Linked DNA regions of Gossypium arboreum: region 1 is linked to region 2. The links are chromatin contacts, called in public Hi-C maps. All regions are on one chromosome and are shown on one strand. The core of a region is the stretch at or near the end of the contact, and the rest is flanking DNA. Distances in the headings are between cores, read along the strand shown. Region 1 holds the start of LOC108450442. Region 2 holds the start of LOC108450785.

Evidence for each region. A called contact is a pair of places that touch in the nucleus more often than the background predicts.
Region 1: a contact with region 2 is called in a Hi-C map of leaf, with 2.3 times the contacts expected there. The contact joins the promoter of LOC108450442 here to the promoter of LOC108450785 in region 2. A contact is called at or near these places in 2 of 5 Hi-C or Micro-C datasets (both in leaf).

Annotation. Positions count from the first base shown.
Region 1 is chr11:31,826,434-31,831,376 of ASM2569848v2, forward strand. LOC108450442 reads right to left here and starts at 1,957. Exons shown (of 12, transcript XM_017748070.2): 1 at 1,399-1,957; 2 at 1,172-1,273; 3 at 183-263; 4 at 1-91. The coding sequence starts at 1,674.
Region 2 is chr11:31,686,451-31,691,593 of ASM2569848v2, forward strand. LOC108450785 reads right to left here and starts at 3,768. Exons shown (of 6, transcript XM_017748551.2): 1 at 3,426-3,768; 2 at 2,631-2,875; 3 at 2,283-2,541; 4 at 1,652-1,831; 5 at 1,388-1,543; 6 at 705-1,146. The coding sequence starts at 3,566. The coding sequence ends at 979.

The sequences.
Region 1 (4,943 bases), core at 707-3,206, 140 kb after region 2:
TCATTGAAAAGATTGGATTATATGCATGTAAATGGGCTCTTAAAACAGAAGACATTAATCCAGCAATCTCATACCTCCTCTTCTCAGCCCACTGTGCACATTATAACAATTTCTTGTAAGCACAATACTCCTTTTCTCACCAATCATAGTAAGATTTACCATGGGAACAAATTCCAACTCACCTCATTTGCCACTGGGGAAGTCTGATCATCCTTGTCATATATAAAGGCAAGAAGAACATGCTTGAATTCCTCATATGCTTCCTTAAATACAGATGCAAAAATCTATCAGAACTCCCAAGTGAACAGAATATATTTCAATTGATCAATCGTCTTTTAGGCATGTTATACAGGCATTAAATTGATTCTATAAAAGTACTATAAGCAGCAGTCAGACCGCCAAATCCACCCCAAAAATGTCACCAAGTAACTGTACTTTAAGTTGAAAAACATTTCAGAGATTTGATTCTCCTTATCCTTGATTGTAAGTCAACTCTAAAACCCCAACAGCACTCCAAGTCTAAGATTGGATCACCTTATCCAAATGACTAGCTTTTAAATTTATGCACGTTCTATATGGTCAATAACATTGACACGTATCTGGGAAGTTCATTTTCCAGTTATAATGTCTAGTCTCTGAAGGTTTGAAAAAAATCAAACCTCCTCCAAATCTCAATTAAGAATTTCGTAGAACACGAGCATATAGGGTGACAGGAAGACAATTACCGCAGCTGCTAAAAGGTTCCCTTTTCATATTTTTAAAATTCCACTTCAAAATGGAATTCCCAACATCACACCAGCACCGTAACTCCCTATACTCTATCTCCATTATTTACCAGAATCAAATAAAAGACCCACATCAGAAGAATAGCACAATCTTTTCAAACCAGATTAAGGATTAAGAAAATATACAAAGCACTTTAGCTGACAATAAGATGCCCTTCACTACAATGAAACTTTAAAGACCACACCTTGCATGTATCATACTATTCCTCTTAATTAATTCAAATAAAAACGGCGATGAATAAAAGAATAATACTAAATCAAGGTTCCTCAAATTTAAAAAAGAAAAAAAGAAAAAAAGAAAAAAAAAAGTAGTATCTTAGGCGTCCAAATATTAAATTAAAAGGCAAAAAAAAAACGAAAAAAAAAACAAAGGAAGATGACATTACTGGATAGGCATTGAGAGCACAAGGAGCAAGAAACGTCCTTAAGTAATCAATTGCAGGGCCACGATCCTCCGTAGTTCCTTCCCTCAATAATTCAATAAATTTCTTCAAAAGAAAACAAAACTTCAATCAAAGATGTAAAATTTAAAACTCCAAAAACGAAGGAACTAATTACAGCTAAAGCACATTCTAATTAATAAAAAATAATAAGAGAGGAGTAGGAGATTAACCTGTTTCTGTAACCGAAAGAGAAGGCGATGATCTTCCAGGACAAAAGGAGCATGAACTCGGAAGAGATCGATGGCGGCGTCAACGTCACCGGCCTCTAAAGAGCGTCTGATCTGGCGAATGATTAACCTGGAATGATAAGAAGAGGAAGAGAGGGAAGGGGAAGAGGAGAGAGAAGGCGAAGAGGGTGGGGAAGAGTCCTCGATCAAGTTTTCTGATTTGGCGAAATCGATGATGAGAGCGTCGAGTGCTTCCCAGTTGACAGGGGAAGAGTCCATGTGTGTTTGGTTAATTTTCTGGGGAAAAGTTTTTTGAGAGAGAATAGAAAAAGTGTAAAATGTTAAAATTGCTGATTCTGTTTGTTTTTTCAATCTTCTTGTGTGTGGATTTGGAAAAGGAAAAGAGCAAAATCCCCCATGAAGCAATAATGGCGGCGGATAAGAGGTTGAAAAACTGGAATTTGGGGGTTATATAGGAGCCATGTGGCTGTTATTTTCTTTCTTTCTATTAGTTTTACTAGTGTTATCTCCGGTATTTGAAACTGCACGTCGCGTGGATATTATCTTTTATGAATCCCGGATTGTTTTTCCATTTTCCTTTCTTTATATTTTGAAATTAAAATTTTGATTAAAATGTATTATAAGTTTATATACACTTAATAAATTTAGATTTTAGATTTTAGATTTTATACTTTTATTTTTAACAATATAATCTTTCTATTTTTCAAATTTTGAAATTTCAGTTTAATTGTTAATATTGTTAAATTTTTTATCAAATTTGTTATTCTGAAATTTTGAAATAAAAATAATAATTAGTTGTTAACCATGTAATTAAAAATTATTTTATAATGGGGTTGAATTTAACAAAATAATTTTAATAATGTTAAAAGTTAGATATAGATTTTAAAATCTTAAAAAAGTAAAAAGAATAAATTTCTACTTAAAAGACTAAATGTCAAATTTATAAGAATATAAAACTTATTGCATTTTTAACCTAAAATTTTTCAACAAAGAAATTTTCACCATACATAAACTGATAGTTCGGAAAAATTAAGGAAAATGTTGATTTAAAGTAAAAATTAAGGGCAAAATTAGGGGAAAATGTTGATTTAAAATAAAAATTAAGGAATTGAGACTATTTTTGAGAAAAATTAAGAATTTAGGCCAACTTTGCAAGACGTAACTCTCGCGTAAGTAAAAATGCATTATGTTAAACACATTTTCATTGAAATCACATTCAATAGGGCGTGTTTTTGCCTACATGACACCAACGCTCTACAAAACATTTAGAAAAAAAAAATATTAAGCTAGAATCATTAGATCTTATCGATTAGAAAATCTAGAAACTATTGAATCAATGATAAAATAAATATGTAATTTAAAAAAAAAAAGTTAAATAACCTAACGACTAACCCTCCCTCCATCCCTATATAAACCCTTTGCATTTCAATTCTTTCTCACTTAATTTCATCAAATCCAAATTCTAATTTTATTCTCAAAATCATCTTCCTCTCAATTTTCTATTTCAATCTAAATAAAATCTAAAATATATTTTCTTTTGTTACAAGATATTAGTAATTTCATGCCTTTGTTTAATTTTAATAATTTCAAATATCTCAAGTAACATAATGTAATTTTATCATCTCAAATATCTCAAGTAACAATAGGTTTAATAATAGGGCCAAATTATATTATACGATTTAACAATATTTTTATGTCAAATAAATTATTAATTTAATGGTATTTTAATAATGTTATAAAATTTAATTTTTTATTCATTAAATTAAATTTTTATATTGCATAAATTAATTTGATAAACGTTATGTGTTTTAAAAATGTCAATGACACTAATTTACATGGATCATAAACACATATCCAATGTCCAATTACGATGATATGAGAATATTATTATATTTTTTATTTTGTTAATAGCATTATTAAGTTTTTGAAATTTATTTAGTATTTTGATTGTGTTTTGTATTTATATAATTAGGACGAAGAACTAATTATTGAAACCTATACACACAATTTAAGTCTCAACTTGACCTGAATAATTGGGTCCATATCTTGAGTATTACATCTTGACACTTAACAAATTATCGAAATAGACATTTCCTACTCTGCGGACACCGCTATTTTATTTCTATACCTTTTGCTACAATATTTTCTGTCCAAACGTTTGCACGTTTAGCGGCGATCAGCAACCCATCTAAAGAATGCACAAGATTATCGACCTAAACATACAAGAGGAGAACGATCCAACTACACTTCACTATACCATTAAAAAAAAGTAGTTCTATCTCTTATCTATAGTGGGAGCACATACGGACAATGTGCAATCAAAAGTGATGGGAGTTACATAAAAACTTTTTAGTTTTATGTGCAATTGTTTTTATTTATTTTTATTGTTTTTTTTGTTGAATTTTTTTTTCTTTTGTGTGCATTGTGCTTGAACTGGCAGTACTGCAAGTGATTGGTTAACAGCATGTTAATAGGATTGGTTGCATAGAACTTGTAAATTTAACATGATAGTAAGATATTCTAGGTTGTTAAAATCTAGACTAGTTAGTTCATTCTATTACACTGTAAATAGGTAAAAATTGATAGAGTGTACCAAATGATGAATGAATACATCGGGAAACAGGTATGTTGTTTGAATTGTAGGAAGTTATAATTTTATAACTTCTATGATTGAATCTATGAATATTGAGGTGCCTAGGGATGACTTAATGCATTGTTTGGTAAAAAATAGTGCCAAAAAGCTAACCATATGCATTTATACCCTAGTACTGATATTTAAGCCTAATTCGCTTTTTGATGAGCCTTAGTATGAAACCTTGAGCTGAAAATAAAAGTTGTTTACCCTTTCTTGGTCCTTGAATTAATGCGCAAATTTAGACGTCGGCTCACAAATATTAAGGGCTAGGTAGATACATCAAAGAAGTTTCAAAAAAATGTAGAATGTAAAAGTAAAAAACGATATGATATAGTAATTATATGTTTCTTGCGGTTAAGTGCATAAATGAAAAATAGTCAGAGACCAAAAGTATTGTGAGGGGTAAAAGCAAAGCGAGAGATATAAAAGCATGGAATAGGTTTAAAAGCAGTGTAAGTGAAAAATAGTGAAATAAAGTGATCCCTTAAAGATCATTAATGCTTTGGAAGTTTTCATTCATGTTGCACAAAACTCGCTAAGCTGACTATACTTACCAATATTATACTGTGTATACACATATGGAGAGAAAAGGAAGGTGAGAGAAGGGGATATAAGGAGGTAAGTCGAAAATTATACCAGGGATGCATAGGGAATAATATCATGTGCCAAACTACTTTTGTGCTTGAACCATTTTGTGTGCCTTGTTCTTGAATTCTGAGCCAACCTTCAGCCTTAGAACATTACAAGTCGAAAAGTCCTATGTCACTTAGCTGACTCTCTCTATGGATGAAAATCATGATAAGTATGTGAAAATGTAATTGCTTGCATTCTTCTAACATAAATGCCATAATTGTGTAGTTGTTCTGATGGAGTCATATGCTTAGTTATCTTT
Region 2 (5,143 bases), core at 2,518-5,017:
TTTGGATCTTCAACTTTTCTTCTCGAAATCCAAAGTTTATTGTTTTGGATCTTCAACTTTTCTTCTCAACTTTTCTTCTCGAAATTTTTCGTGATAAAGTTGCTTGGCTGTTAAATAGGTTCCTTGGTGTTAAAAAGCTTATCAATTGAGTTTCAAAAACATGGAAGATTTTTATCTTTGGAAATAAGAAAGAGCAAAAGCTCATCATTTTGGGGATATATGCAACGGAAATCCGATCACCATAATTATTACTTCTTTTTATATATTTGATCTATTTCATGTTAATCTGACTGCAAAATACATTTTTTGTTACCAATATATAAGAATTGAAGATAATTTATTTGAATTGATTATAGGATTAATTCCAACAAATACCCCTAAACAGTCAAATATATATATTTGATTATCAATAAAAATATTTTTGATTCAGTGCATAGCTTACATTGATTGAAACAAATATCTAATATTCTTACTTTGCAGTCTATCATTAAAACATATAAGATGCCCTTGCATTGCATAAGCTCGGACCAACTACGTATTTTACACCCAAAAAAGGCCAAGTTGGTTCATAAACTAGTCTCTAGTTTGGTTTTAACCTTGATCACTGGCCTCTTAACGGTCTTTTTGTGTGTAGCACAGCAAGGGAGAACCATAAAGTAAAACGAAATAGGCAAAACATTGATGGAAATAAAGAGATGAAACCATTATTAAGGATGAACAATTGGTTCACCCAAATTTTCATTAGCTGATGTATACATGCTGTCTATAAGATCTATAGACTTTGAGAAAAGAAACGTTACATAGTTCACCGCAGTATTGATCACCTGAGGTTGCTGGCAGGGTGGTCACCATCATGCTTTTCACGGCAGCCAAAAATTTCAATTCGGGTGAATATCCGGTCAGCTTACAGTAAAGAAAGAAAAGTCAACAGAATGTGGTATCCATGCCCTTTTTTACGTTAGAGTGACAGAGTTGTTCTTAATAGTCAGCTTGGAGGAAACGCTCGTATTGTGTCCCATTTAACGTCTTTATCACATCATCCCAGTTCTTCACAAAATCAGATAATGGACCTTTGTGTATTTTAACCTGTCGACTAGTCAATTCCATCCGCGGAAGACCTAGAAACTCTTGAACATCATCTAGTTTCTGGGACAAGCATGGGAAACAATGACATAAAGCAGAGGTACAAGTTAGACAAGAATGCTTACTTCGAAATGGCATTAACATAAAAGAATCTAGAAGAAATGAGTTAAGAAAAATGGCATTGCATAAGAGGATAGCAAATCATTTAGGACGGAAGGCGTGTATACTAGGACATTTACTAAAAAGCTGTTTAGCAGTCTGGAAGTATGGTAAATATTTCACGAAAACTTGTTACTATCCTTACCGTATTGTTTGTGAAAAGATCCTCATAGTACACAACCATGTGACGGGTGCTGTTGAAGTATTCCAAAGCCTTGACAGCATCCATCTCCACTTCTCTCAGATCACTTATTAATGATGTAGAGTTGATTATCGGCTTGTAACTTGAAAGAGCAGCCGCCTACATTAAGTGACTAGCAATAATTTCAAGATTCTCCAACAATGAAAGACAAAAAGAAAAAAGGGCAAAAGAGTGTGTCTATGGTGGGATAGGTATAGAGACAAATACCTCTTCCTGTGAATGAACATGAGACTTGTGGGTTCCATTTAATAGCTTAGCATAACGGTCATGTGAATTTGCAAGCAATGAAACCATTCTTCGAAGCAAATTTCTTCGGAAGAGAAACACGACAGAAACTCCCCGATAATTGAAGTATTCTACTATTTCTTTATGGTACTCTATCAATCCCTGCATAAAAATAAATCTAGCAGTTAGCAAATAAACCATAAAGCAACCCCTGGGATTCAAATAATTTCCATCCATCATATAGAATAATGACCATCTTAAACTCAGCCTCTCGCATGACTTCTTCTATGGTTAATCACTGTATAGAAATCGGGAGATACAAAAATCATATATCTAAAAGTAAGTACACTACAGATAAAACATACAAGCAAGCAAATCTGAAGTCTTTAACATTTAACCAGAAATTCCCTCAAAACTTGATTCAATGACAGTTAGAGGTCTCCTGACCAAAGCCTCGCAAATTCAATTTCTTTTTGGAAGGGATCTTGTCAAACATTTTTTTCTCATTTTTATGTATAAGAAAAAGGTATCAGATCACATAGGAACACAAATATATATAATTGTAATTTTGCAATGGTAAAATTTGTTTGAAAATTCAACTACATTTACTTACCTGATTCAACATCCACTTGAAGCCAACAGCAGCAGAGCACTCATTCTTGGAAGCACTATTGAACCAATCTAACTTGTAAACTCTATCTAAAGTCTGCATAATTGTTGAAATGTTTTTCCTCCTATCCATTGCACAGAATATCTCCCCATTTGAGCTTATATTAATATGACTATTTAGCAAAGTCTCAAACCATCCACTTCCTGACCTTTGCATCGACAATATGGCAAAGAATCGTACCGGATTTTGTATGCATTCACCCCTACCAAAGTATTAAAAACCAAAATCTTAAGATAATTTAACTAAAAAGAAGAGAAAAAAAAAACTCCAAATGGAAGTATACATGTTTACCTGCTAAAAGTTTGAGGCTTAGGGTAATGCAAGGTAGGAATTCGAGCTTCTAATTGTACAAGAATGTTCCTATCTGGAGATGGACTCTCAATGAGTTGGAGGTTCTGAGTTTTGATCTTGCTAACTGTATTTATCTGCCTTAAACAGACTGTACAGATATAAATACCACACACAATACCAAACAATAAAACTATTGTCCTTAAGAACACTGGAGACTTCTTGGGAGACTTTACAATTACTGTCTCCTGCATAGAAAAGGAGGAAAAATATTAAGATTTTGACATACAAGCAAACACTTTTAGTAGCAAAGTAAAGAGGAATTGTTCTGAGATATATTTCAAACTGGTGTAACTAGGCAAGCTAAAAAAAAGTAAAGGTGCCCTCTGTAAAAGAAAAAGGGAAATAGAAGAGAAAGTTAAAACTTAAAACCCATTTTAATAGTTTGATCAGAGTCCTAAAACAGAAACAAAAAAAATAATACAATGTTGGTTCAAGAACAAGTGGAGAAAAACCCAGATCCAAACATGCAAACACAAATTATCCTTCAAACCCAGCAATATATTGTTTACAAAGACGGAACTACTAACTTAACAAAATGAAAATGTTTGAGCAGGGAATCAAGGAAAATCAAAATACTTTTTCTCGAAAAATTTGAGCTTTGGCATCATTCGACACAATCCAGGGCCATTCAACAGAAATTTGAGTCATTTTTAAGCGTCACAAAAGAAAACCAAGTACAAACCCAGCAAAGAAAAGAACCCAGACAGCAAAATGAAGTGAAAAAATAAAGGGTACCTTGTGAAACAAACAGACGTATTCAGCCATAGATGTGTTTGGCAGAAGGTGAAGCAACCCCAGAAAGTAAAAATGAAAACAAGAGATTAAAGTGTGTAAATATATATATTCACAAAGCCGAAGAAAAAGAGGAGGCTTCATTGGAATTATCCATATTGTATTTGCCTTTGTTTTCTCAGCTGCTATTAAAACAATGCCAAGAAGGGGGCTAAAACCAAAGAAAGGAAGAAGAAGTAGCCAAAGAGGAGGCAAAATCCTTGTGAAGTAAACAGTGGAGCAAAGTTGAGCCTTCTATTTTCCTCTTTTGCCTCGTGGAAAACTATGACACGAAAGGAAAACAAATATATAAGCCTTGTTTTCTTAGTGTTTTTTAAATGAATCTAAAATCATATATTTTTGTTGTTTATGATTGGTACAGCTATGTACATTAGTTTGTGCAAAAACGCCAAAGAGCTAGTCAAGGTAAAGGCGGCCCTGGCCCTATTTCACAAATCTAAAAGCGTACGGCCGTGTCAAGTGGAAGGAAGGAAGGAAGTGATTGCTTCTTCTTTTATGAACTAATTACTCAAATCTCAAACCAAATTTAACCCAGCGACGATTTTGTGGATAAAACAAATATAGAAATTGTCTTCATCAAACCATGCATCACATTCTTCTTATACCACCAAGATTTCATTTCATTCATGATTAATTTTCCGATTTATTAAATTTTAGTTCAATAGACATTATTGTATATTCATATCATTGTTACATATTTAAAGTACATAATATTTTTAATTTAAGAATTTGAAGTATGAATAATAATAAGAATTATATTTTAAAAAATTTGATTCAAATTTCAAATTATAAAGTTGATTTGTTATAGTTTTTGAATCATTTTGAATAAATAATTTAAATAGTTTATTATAATTCAATATTTTTGTGTGCACAATTTTGAAACTTAACTATTGAATATAATCGTAGGTACTACTTTTAAAGAATCAAATAAATTAGTGTAGCTTTTCGAGTTAAAGCCAAAACAATTTTTTTAAAAAAATTCTCAATTTTCTTGATTGCTAAGAGTAATATACTTATTATAATAGTTAAAAATTGTGATATTGTGATTAGTGTGAATTTTTCTAGATTAACTCTGTTTTTGATAAATCATTATTTAACTCTTAATAAAGTTTCAATTAATTCAAATTTTAATTGAATAAAATAATTATCTAAATTGAAAAAAGAAGAAGTTGATTTTATTTTTAAAAAAATATTCAAAATATTTTGTTAAAAAAGAAATATTCCTTTTAGAAAATGAAAATTTCAAATTATTATATTAATTTTTTTTCAAAACTATCAAAAATAATATAAATATCATATTAGTAAGATTAAAATTATGAAATAAATCATTTTTAAAAATTAAATATTTTATTAACAATATAAATATATTCCATACTTTATTTTTATTAACATAACAGACAGTTTTATAATGGAACTATATACTAAACATTTTCAATTTATCAAACAAGACTTAGTTATTAGCTATAATTTTCACTTAAAATTGTGCCTATGATTTTTCTATTTTTTAGTTAAGACCCAAATTGTGACATTTTTACTTCACTTGGAACAAATTTGTTCAACTTTCATAAAATGTCAAATTAAATTAAATAGATAAAATGAATTTAACAGTGTCACCCTCTTCATAGATAAGTAGAAGACAATGGAGAAGGGGTGAAATTGAA